Linked DNA regions of Zea mays: region 2 is linked to region 1. A link is a contact called in public Hi-C data. All regions are on one chromosome and are shown on one strand. Each heading gives the region's core, a stretch centred on a gene start, on an enhancer-like site or on the middle of the called end of the contact. The rest is flanking DNA. Distances are from core to core; before and after follow the strand shown.

Evidence for each region. A called contact is a pair of places that touch in the nucleus more often than the background predicts.
Region 2: a Hi-C map of ear shows a contact between it and region 1, with 2.9 times the contacts expected there. The contact joins the promoter of LOC100283156 here to the promoter of LOC606479 in region 1. A contact is called at or near these places in 3 of 25 Hi-C or Micro-C datasets (ear, leaf and tassel).

The regions. Positions count from the first base shown.
Region 1 is chr7:129,801,502-129,805,885 of Zm-B73-REFERENCE-NAM-5.0, forward strand. It overlaps LOC606479 (protein disulfide isomerase 8), which reads left to right and starts at 2,087. Exons shown (of 9, transcript NM_001112334.2): 1 at 2,087-2,259; 2 at 2,355-2,513; 3 at 3,533-3,646; 4 at 4,357-4,384. The coding sequence starts at 2,140.
Region 2 is chr7:130,173,624-130,178,007 of Zm-B73-REFERENCE-NAM-5.0, forward strand. It overlaps LOC100283156, which reads right to left and starts at 2,663. Exons shown (of 6, transcript NM_001156058.2): 1 at 1,569-2,663; 2 at 1,396-1,464; 3 at 1,244-1,312; 4 at 1,036-1,122; 5 at 599-666; 6 at 70-504. The coding sequence starts at 2,345. The coding sequence ends at 384.

The DNA.
Region 1 (4,384 bases), core at 837-3,336:
CTGTTCGGAGGATGTGGTTGTCCTATCTGTCCTGTAACCAAACACACCTTAAGTATCTACTATATAAAGAACTGGTTTCACCCCTTCACTTCTGTTCGCCCCCTCTCTACTCATCTCTATTTGCTCCACTCACATTACATGGTAAAAAACTAAAATTATGCGTAAATGGGGATTCAAACCATGGTTGTTGTCTCAAAACCACATTCACACCCACCTATCTAACAGAACACACATGTCTTTATATTTTATACAATATGCTTAAGCATAAATGAAAACCGTAGAAACATACACGCACTTTGGTAGTACTAATTAATTATGAGTCTTATATTTAACATGATGGTGACTCGTCGATGTCAAGGCGTCTCGATGAATCATCGTGACTCGGTAGAATTCAAAAAGTTAGGTGTCCATGGAATTCTAGACTATGGTGAAGCTTTTGGGCTTGGTCTTAGTGGAGGTAAAGCTACGACGAACTCGAAACGCGAGATCAAACCCTAACAATGGCGATCGAGCTCTGAAACGTTGCGTTCGAGTATCTAGAAGGCTAGGGCTTGATTGGATGGAGCAGAACCCTAACAAATGTTCCTCGAGTAAGCAGTAACGATCCTCAAACTTGGTATGCAGTGTCATTTGGATCCTCGAACTCAAAAAGCTAGTAAAACATGTTCTCTAACTTAGGGTGTGTTTGGTTTGGCTTTTGCCTCCTAAAAGCCAAACCAAATGACTGGATCCAGGAAGCAGCTTTTTTAAAAAGCCGACTTTCTCGCAATGTAAAAATGAAAGCACCTCTGACCTACTTTTAGTGGTTTTCGGATGGAACTGTGAAAACATAAATTGAAGAATTTTTAACGGCTTTTAGTGGTTTCCACCAAACGGGTTTTAGCTTTTTAACAGCTCATAGCCCACAACAGCTTTTTTCACAGCTCACAGCCCACAACAACTTTTTTCACAGCCAAACAAACAGACTCTTAGTGAGCCCATATAAAACCGTTTGAAATAAGGTTTTCTCAAACTGGATGCCGACGTGGCGTGCTACGTTGAGCACACTAATCAAAGTTTGGGGACCCAAATGACACAATATATTAAATCTGGGGATCCAAGTGACAGGACATGCTAAGTTTGGAGACCACGCCACGTCGACATCCGGTTTGAGCAAACCCGTTTTTGGATGGTTGTGTATATGGGTCGTCTAAGTTAGAGGATCCGTTGGTTTTTCGATTTCGGTGACCCAAGTGACACAACGTGTCAAATTCGAGGAGCATTGTTGCATTTTACTCAATCTTTCCTCTAATAAGATTCTCCTTTTTCATTTCTCTACGTATAAGTTAAATTTCAAGTTCATATTTTTTTGAGGTGATTCACGACATTATCTACGTTACAAAAATATGTTTAAACAAATTTATCATTATTTCATATTCAGTTTTGTACCATTAAAAATATGATCTTATTTGATAGCTAACCTATCAAAACAATTTTAAAAATCATAATATAATGTTCTAGGCTAAGTTATGACATTAGCTAAAAAAATGGAACTAAAAACTCACTTTGTACATAAAAAATAAAAATATAAATTTTACTAAAGGGTAGATTAATCAAACTCAAATAGGTGGAGGGGGTAAAATGAACTACAAATTACTTTATGGGGTTATATGAATATTGTTTATAGGTGAGAGAGTAATTTAGACTTTTTTCTAATATAATTTGTGACACATACGATCCATTTTGCGACTTTGGATCCTATTACTGGGCTGAGACTGCCGACCGCTTGGTAATTTAGCTCGATCCGGCCCATCATGTGTTTTTCGCGTCCTTTCTTTCAAAAGGACTTTCGGACCATATTCTCCACACAAAAAAGGCTTTCGGACCATATTTTGTGCAGACCCCAAACAAGATGCTCCGAGGCCGCAGTCCGGACCAATGGTCCAATCTCCAACTCCAATGCCCTCGCGCCAGCAAGAGAAGCCACTCCGACGTGGACAAACCACAGACGTGGAGGGCATCGATTGGTCTGCACACGCGTCCGTCTCTTAGCGAGGATGCAGGCTTAAATCGCAGCACCACTGCGAAACCCGATCGCTAGTCGTCTCGTCACTGCCGTTTGATCCCTCCACCCGTTTCCAGAAGCTTCGCGGCTCCGTCATGCGTCCCGCCGTCGTCACGGTGCTCCTCCTAGTAGCAGCGGCCGCCTCGCCGGCCGCCGCACTCTACTCCGCCGGTTCCCCCGTCCTCCAGCTCAATCCCAACAACTTCAAATCGAAGGTCTCGCCCGACTCCCACTGCCCCTTCAGCAACCAGATCGGCGCCTCCATTTTAGGTTCTCTCTGATCAGTGTGCCGCCTTTCGCTTTAGTGCAGGTGCTGAACTCGAACGGCGTGGTGCTGGTTGAATTCTTCGCGCCGTGGTGTGGGCACTGCAAGCAGCTGGCGCCGGCTTGGGAGAAGGCTGCCGGCGTGCTCAAGGGCGTTGCCACGGTCGCAGCGCTTGATGCCGATGCGCACCAGGCGCTCGCGCAGGTGAGCGTGCCTCCTCATTCACCTTGTTCCCATGTAATTCGTCCACGGGCGTCCGAGTTGACCTGATTGTTCAATGGAGTGATCTCGGCATCACTTCCTACGATTGTACGGTAGTTTGGTCGCATTAGGTGATAATTTCCTAGACTAATGTGCAGTGTCACACCAATACTTGGATTCCATATATAGATGCTAAACCAGGGATGGGAACAGGTTTTATTAATTTGTTCTGATCCTCAGCAGTGCATTGCAACACTTATCTGGTGGTTTAGGTCTAGGAATGGTAAATTTATTGGCATTCAGTGCATCTAAATTTTTTTAGTATTTGTTTAAAATTTAGCACTGTGCATAAGTTGGAGGTTGGAGCACATGTCATATTTGTTATGCATACGTAACTGTTGTATGACAAGAGAACGAAATATGGCGATTCTTCACAGAAAGTTATTTTAAGAGGGAGGGAGGGGTGAAATTCTTGTTCCGTTACTATTAATGAAACCATCTTCTGTATAGCAAACTTTACGTATTGGTTTCTTTAGTTAAGCTATTATAATTTAGCAGTTTGTGAGTGGTTTTGACTTTTGAGTTACTGTTAGTTATGAACTTGCATGTTGAATTGGCAATTTGTTGATAAATCTGATGAAAATTTTGCATTGACTAGAATTTTATATCCTTTAGCGCATATGTTTAAGAGTTTTGTTAATGCTTTGACGATAACTTATTGCTAATGTGCCTCTAAAACGTACATACAATAAAATATTCATAACAAATTAATGTCAGCTGCAATAAGCCCTGTGGGACAGCAAAGAAGACAGACAAACTCAGGGTAAACAATATGATTGAAACTAATTCTGGTCAAGTGACCCCAGATCAGGATATCTTCTTTTTATACTATGAGTCTGATAAGTTTTTTGTTTCACTTCCCCCAAATAGTTCTCCACAAATTTGGTCTGACTTGCATACTTTTCATAGATCTGTGCTTGCACCGCTATCAGTTTAGTTGATTCTGAATGCATTTTTTACAGGAATATGGAATCAAGGGATTTCCCACTATTAAGGTGTTTTCCCCTGGTAAACCTCCAGTTGATTATCAAGGAGCAAGAGATGTAAAGCCGATTGTAGAGTTTGCTCTGTCACAGGTTTGTTGCATCAGATGCTACTTAGATGGCCTTTATTTTTCTTCTATTTGTTCATTGGCTATATTTCAGTCACTTAGAGTATATACTAGGTCGTAGGTATGACTCATGCAGTTATGCTTTTGCTATATCTTTTTACTGGACACATTTCATGCTTTGCGCAAAGCCCATGCAATATGCTTTTCAGAAAACATTTAGCTTTAGTGGCTTAGAAGAATTACTTTGGATCTTAGGCTCTTAGCGTACTATGAAAACAACTGTTATATATATAGGCTGAAAGTAGTTTTGTGGTTGAGTTCTTGATTCTTGATCGTGCTGTTTATGTTTTTTATTAAACAAATGACTGACCTGATTAATGCCTTGAACATTCAAATTTCTTGTCTATTAGGCGTTGAGGCAGTCAATGCATTCCTCTAGTTCTCTGTGTTCAGTTCACAGGTCAAGGCCCTTCTTAAGACAGTCTACGCTTTTGGCAAACCATTTGATTTCAGTAACTCATAAGAATGACTTTGAATCTTAGTGTGCTATGAAAACAACTGATATCTTTATATTGGATGAAAATAGTTTTGTGGGTAGAATTCTTGATTGCTCTCTCTATGTCATTTTAAACAAATGGCTGTCCTAACCAATTCCTCAAACAGATGAAGTTCTTTAGTAGGCATCGAGGCAGTTAATGCATTGCTCTAATTCTGTGTGTATTCTGCTATTCACAGGTCAAGTCCCTTCTTAGAGATAGGTTGA
Region 2 (4,384 bases), core at 1,413-3,912, 370 kb after region 1:
CATTCCAAAGGGGGCTAATGGGATTTAATCCACTTGCTCCCAAACAAACCCTTAGCAAACAAATATTTTGAAATAACATGATGTACGAAACCTTATTGCTTTCTTAAAATCAGAGTTTATCTCGATAAAACAAAAAAAAAAGGGTAACCGGTTTAATTAGTTTGTATTGCAAGATGCAAGGTACTGCACTTTCCCGTGCTTTGAACAAGCATCTGCCAACCGGCAGCGAAAACAAATCAGTCAGGCAAAGAGAATTTACAGGGAACACTCAGGAGACAATATTCTGAGAGAATTGGAACTGGAGCTCAACTCATCAAATGAGGCTCCACGAAGTATAAGGTCATTGTACACACACTGGATATCCAGCATCACTGCAGCGACTACTACGAGGACGGCACCGTGAGGCGGGACACATCAGGCTCATAAATTGTATCATTGATCTTCGATGGTGGCCAATACCGGAGGATAGATCTCCCGACAATGTTCCTCACTGGAAGTGGACCCCTGCAACGGCAAGACATTCAATACGATTCAGGCATATCCGCATATCTGTGCGTTTCTAGTGTAACAGGTCGAATTACAGTAGCTTGCGACGTACCAGTTGTGGGAATCAAAGCTGTTGTTGCGGTTGTCTCCCAACACGAACACATAACCTTCCGGCACAAGCTGCAGCAACAACCAACAAATATGAAATGCGTTAGGACACCTAGCCACCCAGGTACCGCATGATGAACCATCATGCTTACAGAAATGCAAGAATGCTAAGCAGTATGACTAAGGGAATAGTCTATGTGGCTATCAAGCATTCGACAATTCAACTAGCAGTCAAATACCGAAAATGCAACAGCTGATACTTCTTTACCGCACAATCTAGAGACTTTAGTTCAGCATCTCAATTACTTACGCTAACAAAAGCAAGAATTCCAACGAAAATATGTCTAACGTCTCTAACCTAAGTAAAAAAAGAACAATATATGAAAGCAGAATCACACTACAAAATGCATAGTTCCTAATGTTATAGAACATATATCATACCACTGGTTCCATCTCGTAGTTGTGTGGCTCCAGCACAAAATCCTCATCCTGAACTACTCCATTAACAAACAGCTTGCCATCACGCACCTGTTAAAAGAGCCAAGATTTTCAGAGTTACAACTCAAGCATAAAAGAATCGAGCTGTTTCGAGCAGCATAATGGCGCGAAACAAAAGGATCGCTGCACTACCATCGAAACGAAAGCTTACTTCAACATAGTCTCCTCCCTTGGCCACAACTCTCTTGATGAACACATCACCTGAGCTGTAGCCATAAACCTGCAATGAAAACGTTCGATTCAGACATCACCATTCACCGTATCAGGTATGAGAAAACAATCCAGGGAGGCTGGAAATGGCACCTGAAGTCCTGGGGGAGCCCGGAAGATCACGATGTCCGAAATTTCTGGATCCCGGAATATGTATGAGACCTGCAGATCACAATAACACCAGATCATGCACAACAACAAACATAAAAACGGCATGGTACATCTCTGAAAACCAAAATGTTCTGTCAGGCAAAGGCTCTATCTACCTTCTCAGCAAGTATCCGATCACCGACATCGAAGGTCGGGTACATGGACTTGGACGGGATGGACTTCGGCTCGGCCAGGGACGACCCGTAGAGAAGTGGCACGGTCACAGCCGCAAACGCCGTCTTGGCGTCATCGGAGCAGGAGCTGACCCACCTCGACAGCCAGTTGCTCCTGCTCATCGCTGCACCAGCACCACTGCTCGTCGCAATTCCGGTAGAACCAGTAGAAGCACCAATCAACGCCTTCTTGGGGGGAGCCGAAGGCGCCAGCGAGCGGGGAGGGGAAGAGGGTGCCGAAGACGACGAGGTGGCAAGGTCGCTGCACGGGAGCCACCTCGCTGTCTGCAGGAACGGGAGGAAGGAGGTGGGGTTGAAACCGAGGGAAATCGGCGACGAGCCTGAGAGAGAAGCCGCCGATCCGGTGGTTCCAGGCGTCGGTCCCGTCCTCTGCGCAAGCACCGAGAGCAGCCCCACGGCAAGAGACGGCGGCGGCGACTTGGACGATAAGCACGCACGCGTGAGCAGCAACGAGTGAGCTCCGGCGGCGATGGCCTGGGGCTTCGGGTGGTTGTAGTCGCCTCCGTCATGGCGGTCGCTGCCGCTGCCGCGGTGCTGCTCGGGCTGGCGGGTGGAGGTGAAGATGCAGAAGGGGCGCCAGGCGCCGTCATGGAGGAGGCGGCTGCCCGAGGCGGAGGCGGAGGAGAAGCGGTGGCCGAGCGACGCGGCGAGGTTCTGCGCCACGTAGCCGGAGTAGGAGACGGTGATGCGGATCGCCATGGCGAACAGGCAGAGGAGCCGTAGCGAGAGCGAGAAGAGGCGGATGGGGCTGTCGAGGAAGCAAGCGGAGATTGGGGCGTCGACGAGCTAGAAGCAGGCGGCCATTCCGGAGGGTTAAAGAGTGTGTGGAGGGTGCGTCGGAAAAGTCCAGGTGAGGTCTTCCGGCGAGCTACCTCGCCGGAAGACGACGTCAACGGTGGCGGTCAAGGAGGAAGCGGCGAGGTGAAGGCGAATTGGGGGAGAACGGAGAAGCGAAGGGCCAAAAGATTGGTGTGGTTTATAGACGCGTGGACGACTTTTCTGAGAACGTGGAGGGATGGAGGCCCTCGGGTTTAGGAAATCCTGTTTGATGTAACATCATCGGTCGCAATCGCAAATAGTAAGTATATAGCTTTTTATGTTATAAACCTTTATAATTTTAGTTAAATTCTGGAGTCAAAATAATCCTTCATAATTTCTTCTTATAATTTTAGTTAAACCAAGATTCTTTGACTGTCCAAAAAGTTAAAATGTCTTAGACTGGGATGGCAATGAGTCGGATTTAGATCGAGTGAAGCAAAAAACTCGTCCGTGATTATATCTGTAAAGACTACCAAAACCCACTCATAATACATAGCTGGCAGTATATAAGAGTTTCTTGCTATCTAGTTAAAAATTAACTAAAACAAGCTCTAGCACATCTAAACATGAGAGGTGAGCTAATTTTTTAATTAAATCTTCAATTAGTTGTTATCCAACTAGCTAGTAAACTATAGTTAACTCGATCTAAATTTTAGCCCAAGTAGTAACTAACTATGTGTATCAAACATTTGTTTACTTGTGAATTTTGGGGATAAGATACATAACGAGAAATTGACATGGAATCTGACCAAATTAACATTTGAATATGCTTTCAAATAAATAGCTACTATGAAGCATGCATCTTGTTTGCAATAGAAAGTACAACTTCTTGACCCATCGTCTAGTATTTTCTGAATCTCTACTTTTTTAAAGCACCATGTCACATGTGAAGCACGTATATCTGTCCATTTTCTCCGACAGGAAGTCATACCCAACGCAGCGCTCCCACAGTAAGTCATACCCAACGCAACGCTCAATAGGTTGTTACATCATAGATAGGTCATGAGAAACTATCTAACCCTAACACGACAGGAAGTCATACCCAACACAGCGCACCCACAGTACCACCTTGCTAGCTGAAGGAGGACGAGCAATCGAGCGAGCTATAAAAAAAGGCCAGGCTACTTTTCAACTCATATATTTTTCGTTCTTTTGGCTAAGATAAAATATAATATTTATTCTTATCAACTTAATATCTAACATGTGAATCTTATGTTCATTTTAATATTAAACTAGCTAGTTACTCGTGCTTTGCTACGGTTGTTATATATCATATAAATAGGTATTGAGATATTTATTTAAATATAATTATTGTTTATTTCTAAACACTAAGGTAAATGTGGTCTAGTGACTAGTGGTTAACCCCAAATTTTCTGAGCAGGTGGTAGCACTAGATGACTACATTAAGTTCTTAATAGAATAATATAGATTTATTTTTTATAAGTATCAAATATGATTATATGACGTCACAATGCATAAGCATTATAATGTTGTTTTAACTTGTATAAGCAGATATCACAAGTATACATCATAAATGTGGCAAGAAGGGGGCGTGAGAACAAGTTATATATTTTCTATCCAAATTTTTGGAGCTGAGCCAGGGGTGGACCCAACAGGCTTTTGTACCTATAGTAATAGTAAATAAAATAGAAAGTCCATTAAAATGAGAGGGGTATGTGCTTCCACTCGCCACAACGCAAGTCTGTCTCTTACTAGAGCTAATAGTTACGGAGTAGTTGTTAAAATTAGCTGAAAACATCCCAACAATTTAGCTGATAGTTAGAGCATCTCCAATTTTTCTCTAAGCAACTCCGTACGTTTCAAATTTAAGAAGTGAAAAATAATTATCCAATAGTTCTCTAAATGGACTTGTTAAATATAGTTACTTACTATCTAACTCAATTTGGTCTTGGAGACTA